Regions from separate parts of the Mus musculus genome. Here all the other regions are linked to region 3. The links are chromatin contacts, called in public ChIA-PET, HiCAR-type, HiChIP or PLAC-seq, Micro-C and promoter capture Hi-C maps. All regions are on one chromosome and are shown on one strand. The core of a region is the stretch at or near the end of the contact, and the rest is flanking DNA. Distances in the headings are between cores, read along the strand shown.

Region 1 (4,011 bases), core at 1,252-3,751, 420 kb after region 3:
CTAAACCAGGGAAGCCACAGGTGAAGTCTGACAGGTAAGCCCAGTGTCTACCCCACCCCCCACCTCCCCCTTTCCTTTTCACCTCTTCTCCTGCCCCAGGTAGTCATTCTTATTTGTATGACCCACACCTGCCTTTTCTTCCTTGTTTTGCAGACAACAAGCTGACTTTCACATGAAGGAGGCTAAAAAGCTGAAGTGCAAAGCAGAGACAATGGTCAGTCTCTGTTCCCATGCCCTTGATTAAACAGTGGTTTCCATTCTGCCCTCACCATACGTATGGGAATGGGGCAGCGGGTAGAGTAATGTCTGTGGGTGCTCTGGGATTCGGCAGCAGGGAGGAAGACTGGGGACCTGGGGACCTGGGATGGGGTAGACAGGAAGAGGGTGCCTGCTGTTAGCCACTTGTAAGCAGGATAATCAGATGTCTTATGACTGAGGTCTGAGGCGTTCTGTGTTCTTTGGCTCCTATAGTTCAGTCTGATCGTGTACAGGTTTGCAGACTGTATCTGAGTGGAACTTCATCAGTGGGATGTCGGTTTAATGTATGGGTACTTTTCTCAACCCACTGAATCAGTTCTTGAGATGTCCCACCCTGAGTGCTATGCAAGGCGAGGCAGCCTATTTGCATTCCAGAGTGATCTTGTGCACAGATCTGAAGGGATAGCTGGCCTCGGGAAGAGATTGTAAGGTGCAGGCACTATAAACATGTCCAAAAACAGTGGCTGTCTTCATCTGCCAGCCTCTGGGCTGCTTCTGAAAGGGCATGTTTTGCTGTTAAGTATGGGCATGGTAGGATTCCATTTTCCCTTAGTCTTATTTATTTGTTTGTTTGTTTGTTTGTATTTAGTTTTTATTACACTTATTTGGGGTTGGGGGTTGTGCCATACTCATAAGATGACTCTCAGGACTTGGGTCTCTCCTTCCTTCCACCATGTGGCTCCCAAGTGTCAGACCATGTCATCAGACTTGGTTGAAGCACTTTTACCTGCTGGGCCATCTCAGTCACCTTCTTCATCCTATTTAAAGATCCTGGAGGTTCCCCAGACAGATTGTCTCTGGTTCTTTGTGACAAGCTGCCCCCTTGTGGCCATGGGAATTTTGGCCTGTGCCTTTCTATCCCAGGTTGCAGGCCCCCTTGTTTGTCAGATAAAATGGTCTCTGGTCGCCTCCCATGCCTAGTGCTGTGAGGGGTCAAGGCACTGAACCTGCTCTGTGCCCTGGCTGTGTGTGCTCAGTCTGCACCAAGCAGGGTTGTGAGCTCAGCCACCTCTTTCACACTTCCCAAGATGCTGTGGGCTCATTGTGACTGTTTCAGGTTGGGTTAGGGGAGAGGGGGACCTATTTTGCACTGTAGGCAGAGAGCAAAATCTTACCTCACTTAGACACTGTTAGCATTTGCAGTTAATACTGCAGAGAGCTTCGGGTTGCATCCCCTTCCTCTCTGGTGAGCCAGGACCCTCTGCTTTATACCTGTTATACCTGTTGCATCTAATTGTAATGACTATTCTCGGGACCTGCCAGTTCTGGAAGTGACCTGTTTGTGGTCTCCCTCCTCTGCTTCTCATGAAAGATCTTAGCCCAGGTTGGCCTCAGACATGTGGCCATGCTCCTGCTCGGCCTCTGAGTTCTGGAGTCACTGAGTGCCACTGTGGCTCAGCTACCACAGAGCTGTCTACTTGGCGTTCCAGACAGTGAGGTGCACAGCTGGTCATGGGGATGTGTTTCTTCTTTACATTGTTCTCTCCTTGAGGAGGGAATTCTGTTCCCTCCTAGAACCGAGATAGCTGTCTAGCTGTCTCAGGAGACCCGTTAGCCTTAAGGAGGTAGGGATGGAGTAAGTTTATATGTCCCTTCATTTCTGTACTAAGGGCAGTATTCATTTTGGAAATTCCCCGAGAGAAATGGTTTTAAGTAAGTTTGAGAATCAGAGCCTTGGGTTTCCGTACAGGAGTTAAGAGCACTTGCTGCTCCTGCAGAGAACCTGGGCTCGGCTCCCCAACACTGCATGGCAGCTCACTTTGCCTGCAGCTCCGGGTCTAGAGGATCTTATGCACTCCTTTGGCCTTTGCAGGCCCAGCACATGTGTGGTGTCGATACATATGCAGGCAGAACACCACACACGTGAAAATAAAATAAAATAAAAGAGGATTGGTGCTCCACCATCAAAGCAAGCTATTTATCACCCACACAGCTGACCGAGGCATACAAATTTCACTCCTACTCTGCTACAGATTTTCTGAGCTTACTCTTTTAGGGAAAACCACTAAGTTTCTTCTAAAAACTGAAAAGCTTTGGGGCCTCTGAAATGCAGGTGTGCGTGCTTGTGTAAGTGCATGGATGTGCATGGAACACTCCACTTTGCTCCTCTACTGGGAAGAGGCACCAAAAGCAGCGGGAGGGAGGACTGTTTCCCTGCCCTGGAGCAGCAGCAGCACACAGAAGCCCAGAGCAGCTGCAGACGATCTCTGCCTTCCTGGTTTCCATGCGCATCCTTGCTGCTTTCATCCCTGTTGAACACAGTGAATTGAAGCATTAGCAAAACCTACAAGCCAGCCCCAGTTAGCCAGCTGCTCCCAGCGTGCGGTGCCTGTGCCACGTGCAGAGAAGCGGGCTGTGGGCCACATTTCCGCTTAATTGAATTGACTGTATGCCACTCAGCGAGAAGATCAAGTGACCAAATATGTGCTCAGGATTAGGCAGACCACCGGTGTCCGATTTCCACATTTCCTTGAAGGGGTTTTGAGAGTCTGTCCCTGTTGGCCAGGGCATGTTTTTGTACAAGGTGCCGAAAGAGATGAACAGTCTGTTGGGCTCCAAATCATTAAGTGACCAGTTACATATTTTATATAACCTCAACCTCCACAAAGAAACTCGTGTCTGTCCTGTTAATGTGCTGCCTCGTAGGCTGCAAGGGTGATTGGGCTGCAGCTGGTAGCAGCACTATACCCTGCTCGTGCTTGGCGGAGTTCTAAGCGTTGTGATTTTCTTTTCCCTGGTGGATTTTTGCTAGAAGACAATCTTGTAGGTCAGTGCTGACTGCCATGGCTGGTCATCTCATTCTATTCTTCCTCACCCGTCTTTCTAATCAGGTGAAGACGGTGGAGAAGTTACAGGGTTGAATGGGGTAAGGGACCGATGGCTGCCCACAGCCTCATGACGCCTGTGTTCCTCTCCCACAGGTAGACAAGGCTGGAAAAGCCTTCAAGTATTTGGAAGCCGTCCTCTCTTTTATCGAGTGTGGAATGGCCTCAGAGTCAGAAAGCTCAGCCAAGTCGGCGTACGCTGTGTACTCAGAAACCATAGACCTCATTAGGTAAGTGCTGAGGTATTCTGCCACCGGGCCAAACCTGTCGGTCTCCCCACCTGCGGCTAAAGAGGGGGAGCCCTACAAAGCTAAAGAGGGGGCCCTTTGCCCTTTCTTGCCTGAGGAGGCCCTGGGTGGTTGGTCCACAGGTTTTTCACAGTTAAAGTGTGTTGCATATGAGGGAGCACAGGATAACTGGATGCAACTGTGTCGTCTTTTTTTTTTTTTTTTTTTTAAATTAGGTATTTTCTACATCTCCAATGCTATTCCAAAAGTCTCCCATACCCTCCCCCCCCTACTCCTCTACCCACCCACTCTCACTTCTTGGCCCTGGTGTTCCCCTGTACTGAGGCATATAACTGTCAAGTGTCCTGAAGAGAACGCTGAGCCTCTCAGGGAGGGTGCTTTTCCCAGCTTAGGTTTCATAACGGGTGTCTTCTTTCTCCACTGTGTGCCCCAGGCCTTTCATTAAGGGCTTATGAGGACACCACACTTGAGAGAGCAGGCCTCAGGGCCAGGTCTTCTGGGCGGCATGTGGTTGCTCTTAACCCTTTCCCTGCTGGGTTGCATACCCCTTCATACCCTCTAGAAGACAGCAGCAGCACAGCCAGCATTACATGCGCTGCCCCCCCCTCCCCCGAGTTTAATGTTCAATGCACTGTTTTATCTCCCTGCAGGTATGTGATGTCACTAAAATGCTTCTCAGA
Region 2 (3,655 bases), core at 1,051-3,550, 400 kb after region 3:
GCATTATGAGACTGGGTCTCCAAGAGGAAAATGCACCAATGCCAGGCCTTGCTCAGGAGGCAGAGGCAGGCAGGTCTCAGTGAGTTCAAGGCTAGCCTTCTCTGCATAGTGAGAATCTGCCTAAAGACCAGACAAGCACACAAAGCAACAAATGTCTGACTGCATTATAAACTTGGGGAATTCCAGCTGTGTCTTGGAGTTCAGCTTCCTCCACTCCCCATGCCCCCAAGTCATTTGGAGGATGGAATAACGTACTGTGTTTTCATACCACGTTTGAACACGTAGGGTGTGAACACATGAGTGCATCAACACACCTACCACCATCAGGACTTAGCAGTTACAGATAACTAAAATGGTACTAAAAATTAAGCCAGAGGTGAGCTTATTTTAAATAGTTTTGGGGATCTTGTTTGTTGAGAATTTGGGCAGAGATTTCATTGAAAAAGCCATTACTAGGTAATGGCAGGAAAGTAAGACTCGTGTCTGTGTCTTCACACTGTAATGTTGGGGTGACTCATGGAAACAAGCCTGCCAGGGCCTGCCTGTCCAGAGGAGCGGGATGCAGTCACACAGGCGCCAGGGCTGTCTGTAACGTCTATGTGCAAGCTGACTTCACCGCTGCTGGAAATGTGGTCACACTATGTGCAGTCCAGAGTTTTCTGGAACATTGTCTCTCTCCCTTTTAACAGCATAGGTCTTTGGGGTTTTGTTGTTTGTTTGATTGTTTGTTTTGAGAATCATATATAGTTCAGGCTGGCCTGGAACTTTTAGCCGAGGTTAGCCTTCTGATCCTCTTGCCCGTGCCTCCATCCCCCTCCCCCCCCCACCTTCCGCCCACCCCAGTGCCAGGGTTTCAGGCATGTGCCACCATGCCTGTTTTATTCTTGTTTTCATTTGTCTGTCTGTCTGTCTGTCTGTCTATCTACTGTGTATATGAATGGTGATAGTGTGGCGGCTAGAAGGCAGCCAGCAGAAGTTTGTTCCCCTGCTTAGCAAGTACCTGCTTTTACCCTCTGAACCATTTCACTGGCCTTTGTCTAAGAGCGGATTTCTCTCTGTGGACCAGACTGGCTTTGAACTCAGATCCTCCTGCCTCAACCTCCTGAGTATGAATTGTAGGTGTGTGCTACCATACCTGGCCTGGCTAACTTTTTATTTCTTTATCAAAGACATTTTACGCACAGATTTAGACCATGGGAAACAAATACTGTGTAAGTGGCACCAGTGTCTTACTTAAGTGATTGATGCCATCTGACCTTTTCTGATGGAATTCTTACATTTTAATTTTGTAGAAAGCCCTCAGGCCCCTCTTCAGCAGCCCTCCTTCACAGAACGCTGTTCCCACTTCAAAACGTCTTGAGTAGCTTTTAACCCAGCAGACAGGTTTTATTATTGATTCTCATCCTGTACAACTTCCAGAGGGGGAAATCTGTAGAACTTTCACAGTACCTGCTATTTCCAAATGAGCTCAGAACTTCTCGTGTGCCTGGACTTGCCTTAGGAGAGCATATCTGTAGTGGTTAGGTGTTATTCAGTAGCAAGGGGGACACATAAATGGGATTTTGATTCTCTGCTGTGAGTGGACGCATAGTGGGATTACAGGATCATTTGTGGTGCAGAAAAGTTAAGGAAGATTAGTTTTGTACAAAAGAACCCGGTAACTAAGAGACGGTGTCCCTTTATATGGTTTTTTTGGGGGGTTGTTAATACTGAATACACTTTACCAACTTTGCCAGACTTCCCCCACCCTGCAGTGAGTTATACCTTGTGATTTTCTTTTTCTCCTAAGGTAATACCTTTTATCTCTTGCTGTGTCTCCTTGCCAACCCAACCTAGCAGCAAACTCGTTGAGTGACTTTTTTTTTTTTTTTTTTTTTAATACCATTCTGATGGCCAACGGCCAGGTTCCATGACTGAGGGCTGTGTTTTTTAGTCATGGTAAAATAGGAATTTGGTCTCCACTTGGTAAACATTGAGAAAGATCTTCAACTTATAAGTAGCTAAAATTTTCTGTTCTCTCTCTCTCTCCTTCCTTCCCTTTCTCTCTCCTCCTCTCTCCCTCTCTCTCTCCCCCTCCTTTAGTTTTGTTTTGTTGGTTTTGGTTTTTTGAGACAGGGTTTCTCTGTCTGGCTCTGACCTCAAACTCAGCGATCCCCCTGTCATCCTGAGAGCTGGGGTTAAAGACGTGAGCTACCATGCCCAGTTTCAGTTTTCATTTTTTAAGAAAATGTACACAGGAAGAATATTAGCACATGTGCTGGTGGAATAACTCCTTGGTGGCGTTGCCACATCACATGGTCATTGGTAAAAAGCCCAGTTTAGTTCCATAATTTATCTCCTCCATGGCTTCCTCCTTCAGAGAGCTACAGTAAGAATCGCTGCTCAAAATTCCTGAGAAGGTATTTTGAGATCTACTGAATGAATTTTAATTTGCTTCCTGGAACATAAGCAATATACAAATAGATTTTTTTCTGTTTTACTTACAACTTTGTGTGTGTGTGTGTGTGTGTGTGTGTGTGTGTGTGTGTGTGTGTGTGTGTGGTAGCTATGCTTGTAAAATTGGAGAGAAATGTGAGAGACAGTACTGGGCACCCTTGATATTTGGGATCTCTGAATGGAAGGGTGGGTGCTTAGATTTGAGAAAACATGCGCAGTTTAGAAACATTTTTAATATTAGAATTTGTCCTAAGCCAGGGTGCCTAGAAATGTGTAGTAATATAAATTTTGGGAAACAAGCTGACTCCCCCCCCCCCCCACCAAAATTAGTAGTGCTAAGATTGAGATATACTTTCAACAGGGCCATTTGCATTATTAGCTAAACTAATGGGAACTTTGAGCATTGATTTGTATCCAAGTGACCAAAAGAGAATGATTTTTTGGGGAGGAGGTCTGTGACAAATTAATAGTGTCCTTTGGACAAAAATGAAGAGGGTGTCTTGAGGGTTTTTGTGCTTGCTTAGCACTGTTTAAATACCTCACTTCCATTGGGAAGCAGCATAGATAACCGCTTATTTTACTTCTGTCAGAGACAATGGAAGAAGGTGGTTCAGGGTCATTTGCTGTCTGTGTATTCCCTTCGTCTTCGTGTGTGTGTGTGTGTGTGTGTGTGTGTGTGTGTTCGTGTGTGTTCGTGTTCTCCCTGAATAGGAGTCGAGGGCAGGTAAAAAATGCCTGCCAGAAGTTGTCTGCAGGGTTCCAAACAGGTGGGATGTTCGGCTTTTGCATTGTCAGGAGCTTGGCTGACCTGATTTTAATGTTAAGTGGTAAAGCTTGAGTTTCTAGAAAATTGATTTAAGCAAGCAAACAAAACAAGTCTCCAGCTTATCCCTGCCTCCCCCCAGCCCCCATGTTCTATAAAGTTATTCGTTCTCCTAAATTCTCCACTGTCTGTCGCTTCTCCCCAGCATGCTGGAGGACGACCTGCAGCTCAGCGACAGTGAAGACAGCGACACGGAGCAAGTGAGTGTTGAATTCAATGCCCTAAATGCCCGAGACCGTTCCTGCTGCTGTCCTAACCTGTGTTTCTCTTCTTTCTGGGAACTTCGCACCCTTCCCGTGAATGTCCAGGCCACAGAGAAGCCTCCATCCCCACCTGCACCTCCCAGGTACTGTCTGCACACTTCTCCCCCAAACTATTGCCTTCCCTCGCAAACTA
Region 3 (3,959 bases), core at 810-3,309:
ACTGGACTCTTTCTATAGACATAAAATAATTCCTCTTAAATGTGTCATATCACTTGTAAGATGGTTCATGGTCCTGTTTATTAGTATTTTCTTTCTTTGTTTAAAAAACTACAAACTACAGTATGTTCAAACAGATTAGCTTGTAGGTTTCTCTTTTGTGTTTCTGGTTTTATTTTTAAGCGAGCCATTCAGCTTCTCCCAAACAGGGGATTACTATAGAAAGAAGCCCGAGGGCAGCCACCTGAAGTGGCTTCATGCAAAAGAAAAGAAATGGCTCACAACAGTATAGCTTATCTTTTTTTTTTTTTTTTTTTTTTTTTTTTTTTTTTTTTTTTTTTTTGGGGAAGTTTACAGCCACCATTCTCTCTGTACTGTTTCTACCTTCTTTCTGACAGATCACAAGCCATTGCAAGCTTTATGGATGGTTTCTTTCCTTCAAATAACTGTATCAATTTTCTTTCAGTGGCAAGCAGGCAAGTATTCCGTTTTTGTTCCTCTAAACAGGCCTCTCCCTATCTTACCTCCCTGATAAATGAGCCGGAACTTTCAAAACTGGGGGAAGGGCTACAAGTCTTCTCTGTCTCCACTCCCACAGGCCGGCCCTGCTCACTGTTGTTTTCTGACCTCCTGCTGCTCTCTAGTTTTCTGTGGTGGTTCCCCTTAGCTGCTCTCCCTCAATTTAGCTCCGTTCTTAAAGTCCAGATTAAGTTCCCCTCCTCCATTGGTATGCCTTTGCTGCTGTACTGGCTAAACCTTTTGGTCCCAGGTTTCAGATTGTTCCTGGAGGGCTAGCTTTCTCCCTCAGGCTCCATGTTTGACTCCTTGAGGACAGGGATTTGGGTTTCTGCTCTCGTTTTCCATGGAGTTAGAGAGATGCCATTCAGTGCGTACGTGCAAGGCATATTTGAAGACATCCATCACAGCTATTCATTTAGTAAATGAGATAATGAAAACTCAAATAGTAGCCAAAGGTAAATCATTAATTAATTCCCTCATTCATCACACCTGTACCAAAGCCTCAGGGGCTGGGGAACCTGGGATTGCAGCTTGCCCGGAGAAGCCAGACGAGCCTCTTCTCTCCATTTTGAGGAGATCCTTAAAGTAAATAAAGGTCCATATAGGATCTCAGACAAAATTAACCCTGTATGTGTTACTGAATGTATTAGTAACCTTATATAGCACCAAAGAGAACGATAGCAAAAAACCCTTTAAAACCCACATTACAAGATGCTATTCTGCTCGTGAATTCTGCAAGGTTTCCTTGCAAATAATTGAACTTAGAATGTTTTAGTTTGCAGGAAAGAAATCGCTACGAGGATACACCTTCGCCAAGCTGTTGTGTGTTTAAAGAAATGGTTTATCAATTAGGTGGTTTTACCGTAAAACTTTTAACGCTGGGGTTGCCAAGTTCACAAAATATCAGGGCAAAAATCTTGTTTCTCACGAAAACGCGAGTATTTGAGTTTTCCGGGGGGATCTTTGAGGCTGTGCTGTCGCAGCACACCTTTGAAAGTCTCTTCACAGCTGTGGGAACCCGGCGGAGCCGATTCACTGCCCACACCATTTCTCGGTTGCTGTGTAGCTGGGGGAGCTGGCAGGGCGACGTTCCCTCTCTCTCCACCTTCTTTCATTGCCTGGGTCGCCCGGAGAGAATCTGGGAGCAAGGCTGCGAGGAGGGGGAGGGGCCGGCAGCTTCGCGTCTGTCACTCTTCCTCGCGCGTTTCGGAAAGTTCTGGGTCTGAAGTTGGGGGAGCCCAAGAGGCTTCATCCCCAAGTCTGCACAGTGGAGAGTGCACACAGCAGAACCCTGCCCTGGCGCCCTCGACCCCAGCGCGGGGCCAAAAGAAGAGTGAGGAGCCCGACCCAAGGCACCGGTTGTCATGGCAACCGGGGCGCAGGTCTCCCCAGAGACTCGGTCCCAAGGGAGGAGGCGGGGTGGGGCTCCTGGCGGACCAATGGGGAGAAGCGGAGTGCAGGGTCCCGGACCTGCGGTCCTGTCCGCGCGCGGGCGGGGTTGACTGACAGGGCAAGGGGCGGGGCCGATGCGTCGGGCCGAGGAGGAGCTGCGCGCCGTGAGGAGCTGGGCCGGGCGCGCCGCGGCGAGGGTGACACACCATGGTCACAGTTCTCCGAGGTCTCCGCGCCGCTGCCGAGCAGCGCTCCCCGGCTCTCCCGTCCGCCTCAGCCTCCTGGACAGCGCCGCGCGCGGGCGGCCGTCGTTGAGGCGCTGCGAAGTCGCGGCGGGCGGGCGGGAGCTCGGCGGGGGTCGCCGCCCGGCGATGCTGCTTCTGTCGCCGCCGACCCTCTCTGCGCACGCCCGAAGCAGCTCGGGGAAGAAGAGGCGGCGGCTCTCGGTGCCCGCGCGCTGCGCTCCGGTCGCCGCACCGGGGCTCCCCACGCGCCGGTAAGAAGCACGCGTGGCCGGACCCGGGGGGTGGGATGTGCGGGCCTCTGGGACGTCTCTTCGGCTCCCCTCGGTTCGGATGGTGGCATCCCTGGTGCGCCGAGGGCGGGGAGCGCGAGCTGCTTGCAGTTTAATCCTGGCTGAGACCCCCGAGTGGGAGGGAGCGACGGGCTGTGGGCCACAGCGAGTGACGCTGCCCCGTGGAGCTGGTGCGGACAGCCTTGCGCCGAGCGCGCGGTGGGAAGGGCTCCCGGAGTCTGTTTCTAATTTCTGTAAATGATTGTGGACATGGTGTGGTTAGAAGCCGCCCAGAAGAATGTGTCTGTGTAAGGGCTCCGAGAAGGGGGTAGGGACGGGGACAGGCTCTAGTAAAGTTTGCTTCTCTCTGCTGCAGGCCAGCCTTTCTTTTCTCCACTTTGCTCGATAACGTGAGCGCCGAGAGCTGCAAAGTTAAAAGTTAAGCCAAAGTCAAGGAACTTTGGAAATTTAATTTCCTTCTGTTGTGTATTGGAGAAGCGAGGATGGGGAGACATGGGAGCGAGTCACAGAGTGCAGGTTTCTTTCCCTGTGTAAGATCGACACCTCCCCGTATTTGCGACTAATCTTTTAGACAACCTTCTGTCATTTTCGCTTAATTGCATCTTTGAAATAACAAACGCGGTGACTTCATAGGTAGCTGCCTGGAGCTGAGTTTACCTTTCCGAAAATGGGGCAATCGGGTTTGTTTTCTAGGCGGGACATACAGAAAATGTGGGACACCTGATATGTGGGTTGAAGGACGCTGCTAACTAATTAGGAAGATTTAAAAAGGTCTGTCTAGAGAGCTTATTAAAGGACGGGAAGAAAAAAAGTACCTGTATTATGAAACAGGCGTTGGTATTTTCCCAAGTTCTTGAACCGGGTTGGCAGGGTCGGGGTCAAAACCTGCTTCATTTTCATTGGCTGCCAGTAGTGGTGATGAGGTACAAGTTATTTTTCACTTGCATTTTTTTTTTTTACTAAGTTCATAAAGATAGTGGCTCAGTAAATTAATATATTAATAGATAAGTACCGTATCGTATCATCCAGTCCCACATGTGTTTTGCAGTGTTTTTGGAACATCATGTTCTAAATTTGATGGTCTCCAGGTTTCCAGGGAGTACCTGTGGGGAGAAGGGAGGCAGCTATTAGAATTTAAAGGTAGAAACTATTAAGGCTTCATTAAGAAAGGTACATTTTATGGTGTCTTTCACTTTCAACGTTAGAGAACCGTGACCCTTTTCTACCATTGGATTTATCTTTGGATTTACACTGTCCCACCAACACTTTTCTAGTGGCATCCAAGCCCCCTCCCCCGCCTTTTGAGGCTGATTATCAACATCCAAAAATAAACAGTTTTCATGATGCCTGTAAACACACACACACACACACACACACACACACAAACCAGGGTCAGTTTGAAGGGCAGATTTGAATACCACAATAGGGTGTCAAAAGTTGTAAAACTTGTTTTATCTTCTTTTTTGTTTGCTTTTAGAGATGACTCTTAAGTGCAGGATTTCACCAGGAGAATTGG
Region 4 (3,661 bases), core at 805-3,304, 270 kb after region 3:
ATAATTTCTCATGGAGTTTGTTGGATGTGAAAGTGCAAGTCCTGAAATAGTCCTATATTTTCACTTTTTAAAAGCCAAAGCTGGGGCTGGAGAGCCGGCTCAGTGGTTCCTGGGTTTGGTTCCTAGTGGCCTCAGAGCTCTAGATGACACCCCCATCTGGCCTCCATGGGCACCTCCAACACAAAAGGTTGTTGTTGTTGTTGTTGTTTAAGACAGGGTTCCTTTGTGTAACAGCCCTGGCTGTCCTATAACTCTATTTGTAGACCAGGCTAGCCAAGAATTCACAGATTTGCCTGCCTCTGCCTCCTGTGTGTGCCACCATCCCAGGCTCCAGATAAATTAACATTTAAAAAGCAAAGTTAAATACCTGGTGTGGTGGTGGTGGTGACACACATCTTTAATCTTAGCAAAATCGGGAGGCAAAATTGGGCAGTTCTCTGAGTTCAGGGCCAGCCTGGTCTACAGAGCCAGCTGCAGGACAGTCAGGGCTACACAAAAAAAACAAATAAAAGACAAAATTAATTTATATTTGCGTGGGATGGCATACCTCGAAGACATCACTCTTAAGGCTGCAGAAGTGTGTTAGCTGCTGCTTTAGTTGTTTTGGCTTTGAGACAAGATCTTCTTCTTCTTCTTCTTCTTCTTCTTCTTCTTCTTCATCTTCTTCATCTTCCTCCTCCTCCTCCTCCTCCTCCTCCTCCTCCTCCTCCTCCTCCTCCTCCTCCAAGCGGGAGCTGCCATGTGGTTGTTGGGGATTAAACTCCATACCTCTAAAAAGAACAGCCAGTGCTCTTAACCACTGAGCCATCTCGACAGCCCTAAGAACAGGATCTTACTGTGTAACCCTGGCTGGCCCGGAATGGCTTTTTGTTTTATTAATGACTATCTGTGTGTGCATATATGTGGTATATATGCATGTATAGATGTGAGTGTGAGCACCTGCATGTGTTCATATACAGGCCAGAAGAGGATATCAAGTGTCCTATTCTACTACTCCCTGCCTTATTCCCTGGAGGCCAGGGTCTACCCCTGACTCTGGAGCTAGGCTGGCGTCTGACAGGCTCGAGCAGCCCTTTTGTCTGTATCCCTCACAGGGCTGGGATCACAGCACCGCTGAGTCCACGCTTGGCTTTTCTTGAGTTCGAGGGATTTGAAAGTTGGTCTTCATCCTTGTTCATTAATCCACCTTACCCACTAAGCCATCTCCACCCCCATCCTCACTCCCATTTTTTAAGATCGGGTTTCGTGTAGCTGGCCACAAACTCTGTACGTAGGCGAGGATGACATTGGATTTCTGATTATCAGCCTTTAACCCCAAGTACAGCCCTGGGCTACCATGTCTGGCAAGTGAACCATGGACCTGGTGCATGCTAGGTAAGAACTCTATCACAAAGCTGAGCTGTGCCTGCAGCCCTCTGCAGCACCCCACAGCCCCTGCAGCCCTCCCCGCAGCCCTCTGCAGCCCCCCGACCCCCCTGCAGCCCCTGCAGCCCTCCCTGTAGTCCCTGAAGCCCTCCCGGCAACCCTCCCCAACCCTCTGCAGCCCCTGCAGCCCCTACCCCCCATCCCCTCAACTCATTGTGTTTACGTTGTATCATTGCAGAATTGACTATGGCCAGGGTTGCTAATAGGAGCTCCTCTTTCTCAGGCTTCAGGACAGCTCTCCTTTAGTAGTATTCTCCAGGGAAGAAAGTCAGCTGATGTTCTGAAATTAACTGGCCCATTTTAAATATGACTAAGTGTTTTTTTTTTTTTTTTGATAGAGTGACTTTTTCCTACTGAAAGAGCTTTGTGACAAGCAGAGCCTGAAGGGAGCTAACATTATGAAATACCTTGTTCACTCCTGATACTTCTTGAATAGAAAGCATCTTCTGTGTGCCAGACAGTGATCTAAGCATGACATTGGGGTAAAACCCTGATCCTCCAAGAACAATCAGGTACACTCCCAGGGAGCATGTCTGTGCTTACTTCCCGTGACCTACCGCGCACACCTAATTGTAGCTCTCAGTTGAGTTCGTTTTCCCCTTTAAAGTCAGGAAATTGGGCTGAAGTTGAATAACTCTCCTCTGACTCAAAGCCTGGTGCACTTTCTAGCATGGTACACTCTGTTGGCTATGTTGATATGTGGTTTCCTGTTTTTCAAGAATTACAGCTTGACTTAAAATATAAATAGTATTTCTCCTTGGCTAAGTAATTCTCATCACAACTATGGTGTAAGCATTTTCTTCTAGCATCCCAGATATATATTTATATGTCCACAATATATACTATGCACATGGAAAACATTAAGTCAACCCATTTAACAGACAAGTTGTATTGATCTGTACCGAGGATCTTAGCTAGACCAGTAGTACAGATTTGTAACTCCAGATGTTCAGAAAACAGAGACAGGAGGATCACAAGTTCAAAGGTAAGAGCTGGAGAGATGGTTTAGTGGTTATGAGCACTGACTGATCTCACAAATGACCCAGGTTCAATTACTAGCTCCCACGTGGTTGCTTACAATGCAGTTTCAGGGGATCCAAAACCCTTTTCTGGCCTCCGAGGACATGGCAAGGACACCTGCACAGACACACGCATGCAAAGCAAATACACACATAAAATAAAAACTAATTGGATCTCAAAAAAAGAGAGACAAGTTTAAGGGTAGCCTTACCAAGTTACTTGTTAAGACTTTTATTATTATTATTATTATTATTTATTATTATACTGCTAGGCATTGTGGTACAGATCTTTAATCTCAGGACTTGAGAGCCATAGGCAGATGAGTCCTTGTGAGTTCAAAGCCAGCCTGGACTATATAGTGAGATCCTGTCTTATGAAAACCACACAAATAATAAATCAAACAAAAAGGGCTGAGTATATAGTATTGTAAAAGATGAGGCCACTTTCCTGGAGTTGTGGAGTAGAGACAGGCTTCCTGCCTACCTACTTATCAAGTAAGAGACCTAGTCTCGAAAACAAGGTGGATGACTCCTGAGGGACCACTCCCAAAGGTATCCTCTGGCCTCTGCACCTTACAAACTGCCTTTTTTTTTTTTTTTCTTTTGTTTTTTTGAGACAGGGTTTCTCTGTGTAGCCCTGGCTGTTCTGGAACTCACTCCATAGACCAGGCTGGCCTCGAACTCAGAAATCCGCCCGCCTCTGCCTCCCAAGTGCTGGGATTAAAGGCGTGCACCACCACTGCCCGACTATAAACTGCCTTCTTTAATTTAGAAAAAAACCCTTTCGAGAATTTATGGAAGCTGTATTTGTGGGTTTCAAGAATTCATGCCTTGTAAAGTCCTCCTCCCCATACCATTGCCTACAGCCTGGGAGATAAGTTGGGTGTGTGTGTGTTGATGCAGTCATTTAGGTGTTACATACTTCAGAGCCACAGATGTCCCCATTAGTGCCACAGTCACTGTTTCTGGTCTGTCTGCGAATGCTGGTGCAGAATTTGCATTTGTAACCAGGAGCTGTTGCTGCTTCTATTTCTGGAACAAGGTTCAGCACCACTGCTTATAGCAACGGCTTAACACCAGGGTTCTGCCCTGGATGTGCAGGCTGATGCGTCTTTAATGTGTCTCCTGCCACTTCTCAGACTCTGGGCAAAGCAATTCGCTTCTGGTCAAGGAATGTGAGGATGTTATATTATCCTACTTACAAGCTAACAAATTAA
Region 5 (4,073 bases), core at 1,167-3,666, 490 kb after region 3:
CTGGGGCTGGAAGAATATGCAGTGTAAAATGGCCCCCACATACAATAACGACTTAATCCTCACAATTCCGGGAAGACAGAGGCAGGCGGTATTTTTATCCCTCTTCCCCAGCTAAGGAAACAGGTTCAGATAACAACTTGCCATGATTAAACAGCCAATGAGTGGAGAGCAGGGATTTTAACCCAAGAACTAATTGCAGACCTGAGCTCAGTCCACTATTATACCTCCTCAGAGCAGAGCAAACAGGCTGACCGACCACACATGAGATGCTGGCCCAGGACGCAGTAAACAGCAATTAGTGTATTCAATCTCCAGCACTGCAAAAACGTTTTTTAATTAGAAGATTTGAATATCCGATTTCCTCTTATTTCATTACTTAATATAAAACTTTCTTCCAGAGAAAGATATAATTATACTAAAAAGCCTACCACTAAAAATCATGGCTTTTTGTTTTTTTAGGAAACATTTGTTCCTGCTCATGTTTTTAACTCTTTATATACAAAAATAAATTATTTGTTGAAAATTCAGACATAAGAAATGGCTTAAGCTGGGTGGTGGTAGCATATGCCAATGCTGACTCTGGTGATAGATGCAGGGAGATCTCTCTTGAGTTCATGGCCAGCCAGTCTATAGAGCTAGCTAGTTCTAGGTCAGTCAAGGCTATACAGAAATGCCATCTCGAAAATCTGAAAGAAGAGAAAGGAAGGAAGAAGGGAAGGAGGGGAAAAGCTTAAATACCCATTTTTAGCCTTTTGTTTAGATTTTGCTGCTGCTGTTTTGAGACAAGACAGGCCCAGGCAGGTCTCAAACTCAGTGTAGCTGATGATGACTCTCAGCTTCTGGCTCTCCTGTCTCTCAAGTACTGGGATCACAGGTACACACCGACACATCCAGTTTGTGCAGTGCTGGACATGAAACCCAGGTTAGGCAAGCACTCTATTTGAACCCTAACATAAAGGACAGAATTTTGAGAGATCATGAAACATCAGTGTAGGTTCTGATACCACGAGGGACTTTACAACAGGGAGGTTGGGTTTCTGTAGGAATGGGGAAATTATACACTCTGGTTAGCTTTCGCTGTGACTTCAAATTAGGATTTGGAATTTATTAAGGAATGTGTAACGTTACAAATTAATAGCACTAACAGTTATCAAATGCTAAAAGAATAGTTTTAAACGTAAAAATTCAGACTGGAGATGTACTCAGTGGTAAGTAGTGTGTTCTCCCGGCATGCTCAAGGTTGGGGGGTGGGAGGTAGAGTGGAGGGGGAGGGGTAGAATAGGAGAGGAGGGGTAGAAAAATATAAGAATGAATATAAATCCAAGCGCATACAGCTGAATACAGCATCTTGTGACTTCTTTTTATACTTGTGTTCCAACTATTTGGTATTTTCAAGGCAACATGACTAAAGTTTTAAGTAGGTCAGTTGGTTTGACTGACAAACCAAAAAATAGGTGCCAGGAGAAAGCAGGCAGAGAAGCAAAGGCTAATGATAAAGCTACCTGCACGCAGTTCACAAGCTCTGGTAGCACTAGCAGAGGGTCTCTGCTCAACTAAACGTACCCCACCCGCCCCTTAGCACGGCCAGGGCTCACGGAAGATGGGGAAACAAGACTGAAAACAATTAACGAGGGGGGGGGGGGCGGGGAGAGAGAGAGAACAGCATTAAATAGAAAAAAGAAAAAAAGAAAAAAAACCCACGTGTACCTGGCAGGTTAATTACTGTGGCAACCCAGGTTCTAAGTAAGACCTATTGCCCAAAGTATCTGCCTACGCTAATACCTTAAGGTAAGAAGCAAAATATAAAGGTAGGCAATTAAAGCAGGTTGGCAAGAATATTCAAAACTGCGAGGATTTCCACGAAATGCATGATAATAAATACTGCCTGCAGGAAAAGGAAGGTAACAAGCTCCCCAAACCGTAACATCAGGGCCGTGCAAGCCCGGGAGACGGTTGGGAACCCCAAACTGTGTCCACAAATCGGGGACCCTCCCTGGAGCAAGCCACGAGCTCAGCCTGGAGCAGCGCCACCCGGCCGGGTACGGATTTTGCAGGAGCCCCGCGAACCCCGGGAGGGGGACACCCCTGAAGTCGCCCAACCCGGACCCCGAGCACCTGCGCCGCCGCTCAGGACAGCGCGGCCCGCGAGGCCCGCCCGGATCCCTTCGGTTCCCCGAGGGAAGGCGCCGGCGCCGCCCGGCAGCTCCTCACCGACGCGAGCGCGGGTGACCGCTCCAGGCTGAGACCCGCGCGCGGGATAACGCAGCGGTTACCTCTGTCCGCGGCCGCCGCGCAGGCCGAGCCGCCACACCCGCTCCGCGCCGGCGCCGCGCCAGCCCCGCTTGGACACCCCGGGGACGCGCTCACCGGCCCGACCGCTCGCTCGTGCCCGGCTCGGCCGAGCGCTCTTGAGAGCCGCGGGGGCGGGGCGGGGCGGGGCGGGGTGGTGAGGCACGAGCGTGCTGCGCGCCGCACTCTGGGAAATGTAGTTCTCTGTTGCCTCTTTGAAGAGCGCGCCTGCGTTTCCCTTCCATCCCTCCCAGTATTCATCCCCTGCGTGGGGAATATCCCAGATTTTATAGCTATTCCTATCAGTTTTATCTCATGCTCTGCAAAATGTATACAAAACAGCTTGTGTCTGCAAAGCAAGGAAGTAATTGAACTAAATACCGAGTGTTAAACACAATTGCTAGTATAAACTGGTGAGATAAGGCAAACTCTCAGTAAAGTTGCTGGAAATGTAGGGAAAAAGAGCAAGGGCATATATTAGGATAGTTCCCTGAACTCTTTTTTTCCAGGGCATTCTGAAGCTTCCAGAATCTTCAAAGCATATTCGAAATGTAGCCATAGACCAGGTGGCTTGGTGCAGGAAGATAAGGTCAGCTGTTCCTGTGGCTGAGATATAAAGATACAAATTGGATCCAGCCTAGGCAAACCACAGAGACTCCAGCTGGGCCTGAAGGAGACAGGTGTCATCACCTGCTCACTTGCACTGGTTTGCTTGTGCCAGCTAGACCCCAAAGGTCCCAGAACCTGCTCAAACATCACCCACGGGTGGGAACCGTTGCCTTAGGGCCACTTCTGCAGGGCTCCTCGAAAATGAGGATCCGAAGTCCCCTGAAACAGAGAGCTCAAATCCATCCTTCTTCCTCAAGTGGTTTTGGTCACGTATTTCGGTACAGTGAGAATAAATTGCTACAACTCTGGACCTAGAGAGGAATTTCTGTTGGCATAGCGGGTTCAGGCAAAAATAATAATAATAATAATAATAATAATAATAATAATAATAATAATAAATCTTAAAGTTAAATATTCATAGCAAATGGGGAAAAAACGAGGGAGCGGGGCAGCCAGGACAAGGACCTGTCCTTAGAGGGATACATCCATAACAACAATTTCACCTAATTATTTTACATATCTATAAAGTGAAGATAAACTAAAAAGAAACGAAGCATGTGGTTTTCTAAATCTAGAGATTTTTCTTAGCTTCATTTGAGAATACACAAGCTGGTTCATAAACAGAGGATATTAGACTCCCCTACCCTGATCTCTATGAATTAAAACCAGAAAGGATGTGATGACACCTCCTGAGTAATTATCTGATTGCACTGGGTGGGAATAAACGGTAATGTTAAATCCCAGTCGGCATTTGCATTTTATATTTTAAGTCTCCCCCTCTAATCCTGGATTAAAAGGCTTTAAACCTCCACCAACATTTCAGATGCTGTCTGCAAATGGATTCGGAAAACTTAATCAAGAAGACAATTTCATCTTCATCTGTAAAGGAGATGAAGCTTGCAGGCAGCAGCAGGAAAGTCTGGACAGAGTTGCGGAACGTCTCAGCGTGAAAATGAACCATCAAGACAATCACCTCCCTGCTGCAGCACCTCACTGGCTTGTATCCCTGTCTGCCCACTCATGGACTCTGACCATCCCCTTCCTCTATGCCAGTCTTACTTGTTTAAACTTCTCTGAACCAGGAGTTGTGGAATCCCAGCATTCAGGAGGCAGAGCAAGCGTTCCAGACCAGCCTGGGCTACATAATGATAACCTCGGGCTAACCTGGGCTACAG
Region 6 (3,952 bases), core at 1,181-3,680, 330 kb after region 3:
GGGATGAAAGCACCACCCCCGGCAATCCTGGGACTCTTATAATGTCTAATTCGAATCCTATTCCATCTTCATGGGTAGATATTTGCTGTATTTTTCTCATTTTATATTTAATTGTCTCAGCAATTATCTGTTGAGAGATGAGTGCAGTTATTTATTTATTTAACGCCGGGCTAGATTTTTTTTTTTTTTTTTTTTTAAAGATTTATTTATTTATTTATTATATGTAAGTACACTGTAGCTGTCTTCAGATGCACCAGAAGAGGGCATTAGATCTCATTACAGATGGTTGTGAGCCACCATGTGGTTGCTGGGATTTGAACTTCGGACCTTCGGAAGAGCAGTCGGGTGCTCTTACCCACTGAGCCATCTCTCCAGCCCCCTAGATTTTTTTTTTTTAAGATTTATTTATTTTATATGAGTACGTTGGTGTTGCCTTCAGACACACCAGAAGAGGGCATCAGATCCCATTACGGATGGTTGTGAGCCACCATGTGGTTGCTGGAAATTGAACTCAGGACCTCTGGAAGAGCAGTCAGTGCTCTTAACTCCTGAGCTATCTCTCCAGCCCCCTGAATTTTTATTTACTTATTTGCATGTGTATGGGTGTTCTGTGTCTATGTATATCTATATGCCACATGTGTGCCTGATTCCTGAAAACAGAAGAAGGCTTCTGATCCCTTGGGACTGGAGTTAAAGACAGCTAAGGGAACATGGATGCTACTTAATGTGGAACCTAGAAAGTGACTCTGGGACCTCTGGAAGAGCAGATGAGCCCTCTCTCCAGCCCTCAGGCATGTTTTTGTAGCATCACATATTGTCATTTGGAACCCATTGCTCCTTAAGTCAAGCAGTGAGTCCTTCCCTCTCACCTTGGTCTGACAGTATGGGAAACTGTCTCACCTGTAGCAAGCTTCCCCTATAGCTCTGAAGGTAAAACCTTATCTTTGCAATAAACACTGAAAGTTGTTTTCCTAGAAGAGAGACTTGCCAGATGCCCAAGTCAGAAGCGTGCGAATTGTTATCTCTAGGAGACATGGTCTATGAAAAACCAGCTAGTTTCTGGTTGGTTTCTCTCTCCAGTCACTTCACACTCATCTTCAGGACTGGTGCTGTGCTTGTGAGCTTAGAACAGAACAGTGCTTTCTGTGCACTTCCCGTTTGTCACAAGGAGGAGGAGGGAGGGAGGAGAGACAGAGAGACTGACATAGAGACAGAGGGAAAAACCCCGCATTTCAGAGTCAAAATTCAAAGGACTAGTTAGTTCATCAAGGGCATTCCTAAAGTACACGAGTTCTCCAAACTACTACTGTAGGTGGTGGAGAAAGCAGTGTCTGGCAACTTGTCTCACTTGCCACCACAGCCTTCATTCCTGCGAAGGCGTCAGTCGTTCTCCACCATCAGAGCTAAAGCCAGGGGAGTGAAAGACAAGCTTTGTCTTGTGTTCTTATGTAAGTAGTTCTGACCTCTGAGAGGGACTACCGGAATCTGGAAACTTGCGGTATTTAGAAACTGGGCAATCAGTTACATGAGCAATATAATGTGGTGAGTCCCGGGTCGAACCCGGAGCGCACCAAGAAAGTGTCCTTCCAGCAGCAGGCTGGTCCTCCGGGATGCCCCTGTTAAGTCTTCTCCCTGCCTTTCTGCCCATCGTTGTTTTCAGCCGCTTCCCAGGCAAAGCCTGGTGTCTTTCCTGTGTCTGAGTTGACGCAATTTTCGATTGTGCTTTCGAGCGTTTACGTTGGTTTGCATCATGGTTTTTGTTTGCGGGGGGTGGGGTGGGGTGGGGTGGAGGGGAAGCAATTCTTTTAATTTATTAGGGGACTTCCCTGAATGGCTGTCTTCTGTGTAATCGCATGTTGCCTCGAAGAGGGAAGTCGTATAAACACTTGTTTCTGGGCACTTTCAAAACTGAAAGCAAAGTTGAAGAAGGGTTGCTAGCCGATCCCTGATGTTTCCGATGGCAAGCCCCGCAGCAGCGGCCAGAAGCAGCGAAGGCAGTGATCCGATGCTCCCACTCCCAGCACATCCCCACGGCAGCAGGACCCTGAGGTCCCAGCCCGAGCGCGGGGATCTCTGTAGCGCGCGTTTGAACACAGCCGAATTGGGGGCAGCGGCGGCGGCGGAGGTGCGCGCTGCCCTTAAAAGGAGGCGGGCCGTACCACCGCGGCGCCTGCGGGGGGGTCCCGGCGAGCTCGGGCACCTCGAGGGGAGCCCAGCGCCGCGCACATCGCCCCCGAAGTGCGGGCGAACTGGGAGCCGGGACCCCGCAGCGGGCGGTGCGGACGCACCCCTTGGTCTCTGGTGACCCGACAGTGCCCCGGGGCGGCGGGCATCGCCGCTCCCTGGGCTCCAGGGAGGTGCGGCTCGCCCGGCTGCCCCCGGTGCCCGGATGTCCGTCAGGCTCGGCGCGAGCCGAGGCTCCGGGGGGCGGAGGCGGTGCTGAGGACACAGAGCTGAGGACGCGGCTGCCGAGAGCGCAGAGTCTGCGGGGCAGTATCGCCGACGGCTGCGGCCGACGCTGAGAGCGGCGCGGGCGAGAGAGCCTGCGGGGCGAGCGCGCAGATGGATTTGGGACGCCAGGCAGTGTGAGCCGAGCCATGGCAGCCCATTCCAGGTGAGGCTTGCGCAGGGGGCGTCTGGGACCCGGGAGTGGCCGCGGAGCCCGGGGCAAGGGCGGCGCGGGTGGGAGTGCCGGGGGGGGGGGGCGGGGACCGCAGGAAGCCAGCGGCTGGATCACTGCTATCTCATCCCTGAGTGTCGGGTAGAAAAGTGTGTGAACCGAGTGCAAAGGGACCGCCCGGAAAGTTAAGGTTAAAGATTCCGCTTCTGGCCCGAAGAACTGTTATTTTCGGAAAGTGAAGTTGGTTTCTCTCCTGCCGGAGCCTGGATTTTCACTGAGGTGCCTGTGCACAATCCTCCGGCTCTACTCGTTGCTGGTTTGGCGTCTTCCAAAGAAATTTGGAAGCGCACTTAATGGAAACGAGGATTCTCCCACGAGAGAGTGGTGGAGCCTGGTGAGTAATATAGTTTTTTTTTTTTTTTTTTTTTTTTTTTTTTTTTTTTCCTGCTAGAATGTACGATTCCACATAAAACGGCACAGTCAGAGTGAATCTGCTGAGTAGGCAAAGGCCGGAATGCGCTGGGTTGGTGAAGGGGAGCCTGGCTAATGACCCGCAGTTGCTGTCAGGGGAGTGCCCTGTACTGCAAGGACCGAGTCTTGCCTTCTCCCGGGTTTGAAGGTTTTGAAAGGAGCCTTAAAACTTGGCCGTACACCGGTGCCCAAGATTGAGGCTGTTGGGTGTCATCGCGCTTCGGTCTCTACAGCTGTTGGTTACGGAAAACAGGACCCGTCGAACCTTTTCAAAACTTATGCCAGAAGGCAGTGTGATTGCACAAGTTTACAATTATGGAAATGTTCTTTAGCCTTAATACTTGATTTAGGATAGTGATTTGGTAACATATCTGGACGCTGAGCTGAGGTAATTTTAGTAATTTTAGGTCTAAAGATCATGGAGAACAGTAGATTTGTAAACGTTAGAGACTGAGTAGATAGAACTTGAATTTTTCTAAGAGATAAAACTTCCTAGAAGGAACTTCTCTAAACAGAAAACCTTCTAAGTGTGTCTTACTTTAAAAACAAGTTTAATCCTCTCAACTTGGCTTAGTTGTGTCTTCATCTTATTGAGTGTTGGAAGGAAGGGGTTCCTAACGGGACAGAGGAGTAGGGGAACAGAAGTTGCACCTCAAACTTCTGCTAAATCTTAACTAAAAAGCAACCGTTAGCTTTTAGCACAAACAGAACCTGTAGATTTTCATATTACAGTGACTGCAGATGTCTTCAATCTCTAACGTTTCCCATTTGCTTGAAATTAAGGAACTGTTTGTCGTTCATGGCTAGTAATTAAAATATGTTATAGCTGGATATGGTTGCCCATGCCTTTAATCCCAGCAC

The links. Promoter capture Hi-C pulls out the DNA fragments that hold promoters and counts their contacts. Hi-C and Micro-C count contacts between places; a contact is called where the count stands out from the background. ChIA-PET counts read pairs in DNA pulled down with a chosen protein or histone mark. HiCAR-type assays count read pairs that join an accessible place to other places. HiChIP or PLAC-seq counts read pairs in DNA pulled down with a chosen protein or histone mark.
Region 1: a contact with region 3 is called in a promoter capture Hi-C map of hippocampal neurons, with 2.8 times the contacts expected there. The contact joins the enhancer-like site here to the promoter of Ptpn13 in region 3. A contact is called at or near these places in 4 of 39 promoter capture datasets (embryonic stem cells, hematopoietic stem and progenitor cells, hippocampal neurons and 1 more), 2 of 484 Hi-C or Micro-C datasets (both in nephron progenitors) and 1 of 9 other capture datasets (adipose tissue).
Region 2: a contact with region 3 is called in a HiCAR-type map of astrocytes, with 2.9 times the contacts expected there. The contact joins the enhancer-like site here to the promoter of Ptpn13 in region 3. A contact is called at or near these places in 6 of 39 promoter capture datasets (the 3T3-L1 cell line, cranial neural crest, embryonic stem cells and 3 more), 2 of 484 Hi-C or Micro-C datasets (cardiomyocytes and uterus), 3 of 115 datasets of contacts at active chromatin or transcription factors (astrocytes and embryonic stem cells) and 1 of 9 other capture datasets (macrophages).
Region 4: an HNF4G HiChIP or PLAC-seq map of pancreatic cancer cells shows a contact between it and region 3. The contact joins the enhancer-like site here to the promoter of Ptpn13 in region 3. A contact is called at or near these places in 3 of 39 promoter capture datasets (cranial neural crest, embryonic stem cells and frontonasal cranial neural crest), 1 of 484 Hi-C or Micro-C datasets (muscle stem cells) and 4 of 115 datasets of contacts at active chromatin or transcription factors (effector CD8 T cells, embryonic stem cells, memory CD8 T cells and 1 more).
Region 5: a contact with region 3 is called in a Micro-C map of embryonic stem cells, with 2.0 times the contacts expected there. The contact joins the promoter of Klhl8 here to the promoter of Ptpn13 in region 3. A contact is called at or near these places in 8 of 39 promoter capture datasets (the C10 cell line, the HPC-7 cell line, cranial neural crest and 4 more), 2 of 484 Hi-C or Micro-C datasets (both in embryonic stem cells) and 4 of 115 datasets of contacts at active chromatin or transcription factors (astrocytes, embryonic hindbrain and embryonic stem cells).
Region 6: a contact with region 3 is called in an RNA polymerase II ChIA-PET map of memory CD8 T cells, with 52 read pairs. The contact joins the promoter of Aff1 here to the promoter of Ptpn13 in region 3. A contact is called at or near these places in 1 of 39 promoter capture datasets (embryonic stem cells), 6 of 484 Hi-C or Micro-C datasets (all in embryonic stem cells) and 4 of 115 datasets of contacts at active chromatin or transcription factors (effector CD8 T cells, embryonic stem cells and memory CD8 T cells).

The regions. Positions count from the first base shown.
Region 1 is chr5:103,843,055-103,847,065 of GRCm38.p6, forward strand. It overlaps Aff1 (AF4/FMR2 family, member 1), which reads left to right. Exons shown (of 20, transcript NM_133919.4): 14 at 1-34; 15 at 154-214; 16 at 3,180-3,313; 17 at 3,982-4,011. Among named protein-coding and RNA genes, the nearest start is that of Gm42139, 40 kb to the right of the region's middle. Within about 2 kb of position 2,502, at least 35 of the 459 cell types and tissues checked have an H3K27ac peak or open chromatin away from gene starts, as enhancers often do. A contact at or near this core is called in hippocampal neurons, where this site is marked.
Region 2 is chr5:103,822,576-103,826,230 of GRCm38.p6, forward strand. Aff1 (AF4/FMR2 family, member 1) reads left to right here. Exons shown (of 20, transcript NM_133919.4): 8 at 3,405-3,459; 9 at 3,568-3,605. Among named protein-coding and RNA genes, the nearest start is that of Gm42139, 61 kb to the right of the region's middle. Within about 2 kb of position 2,301, at least 19 of the 459 cell types and tissues checked have an H3K27ac peak or open chromatin away from gene starts, as enhancers often do.
Region 3 is chr5:103,423,133-103,427,091 of GRCm38.p6, forward strand. Ptpn13 (protein tyrosine phosphatase, non-receptor type 13) reads left to right here and starts at 2,060. Exons shown (of 48, transcript NM_011204.2): 1 at 2,060-2,404.
Region 4 is chr5:103,696,302-103,699,962 of GRCm38.p6, forward strand. It overlaps a transcript of Aff1 not described here. Among named protein-coding and RNA genes, the nearest start is that of Gm25721, 40 kb to the left of the region's middle. Within about 2 kb of position 2,055, at least 67 of the 459 cell types and tissues checked have an H3K27ac peak or open chromatin away from gene starts, as enhancers often do. A contact at or near this core is called in pancreatic cancer cells, where this site is marked.
Region 5 is chr5:103,908,843-103,912,915 of GRCm38.p6, forward strand. Klhl8 (kelch-like 8) reads right to left here and starts at 2,417. Exons shown (of 10, transcript NM_178741.4): 1 at 2,274-2,417.
Region 6 is chr5:103,751,732-103,755,683 of GRCm38.p6, forward strand. It overlaps Aff1 (AF4/FMR2 family, member 1), which reads left to right and starts at 2,431. Exons shown (of 20, transcript NM_133919.4): 1 at 2,431-2,614. The coding sequence starts at 2,598.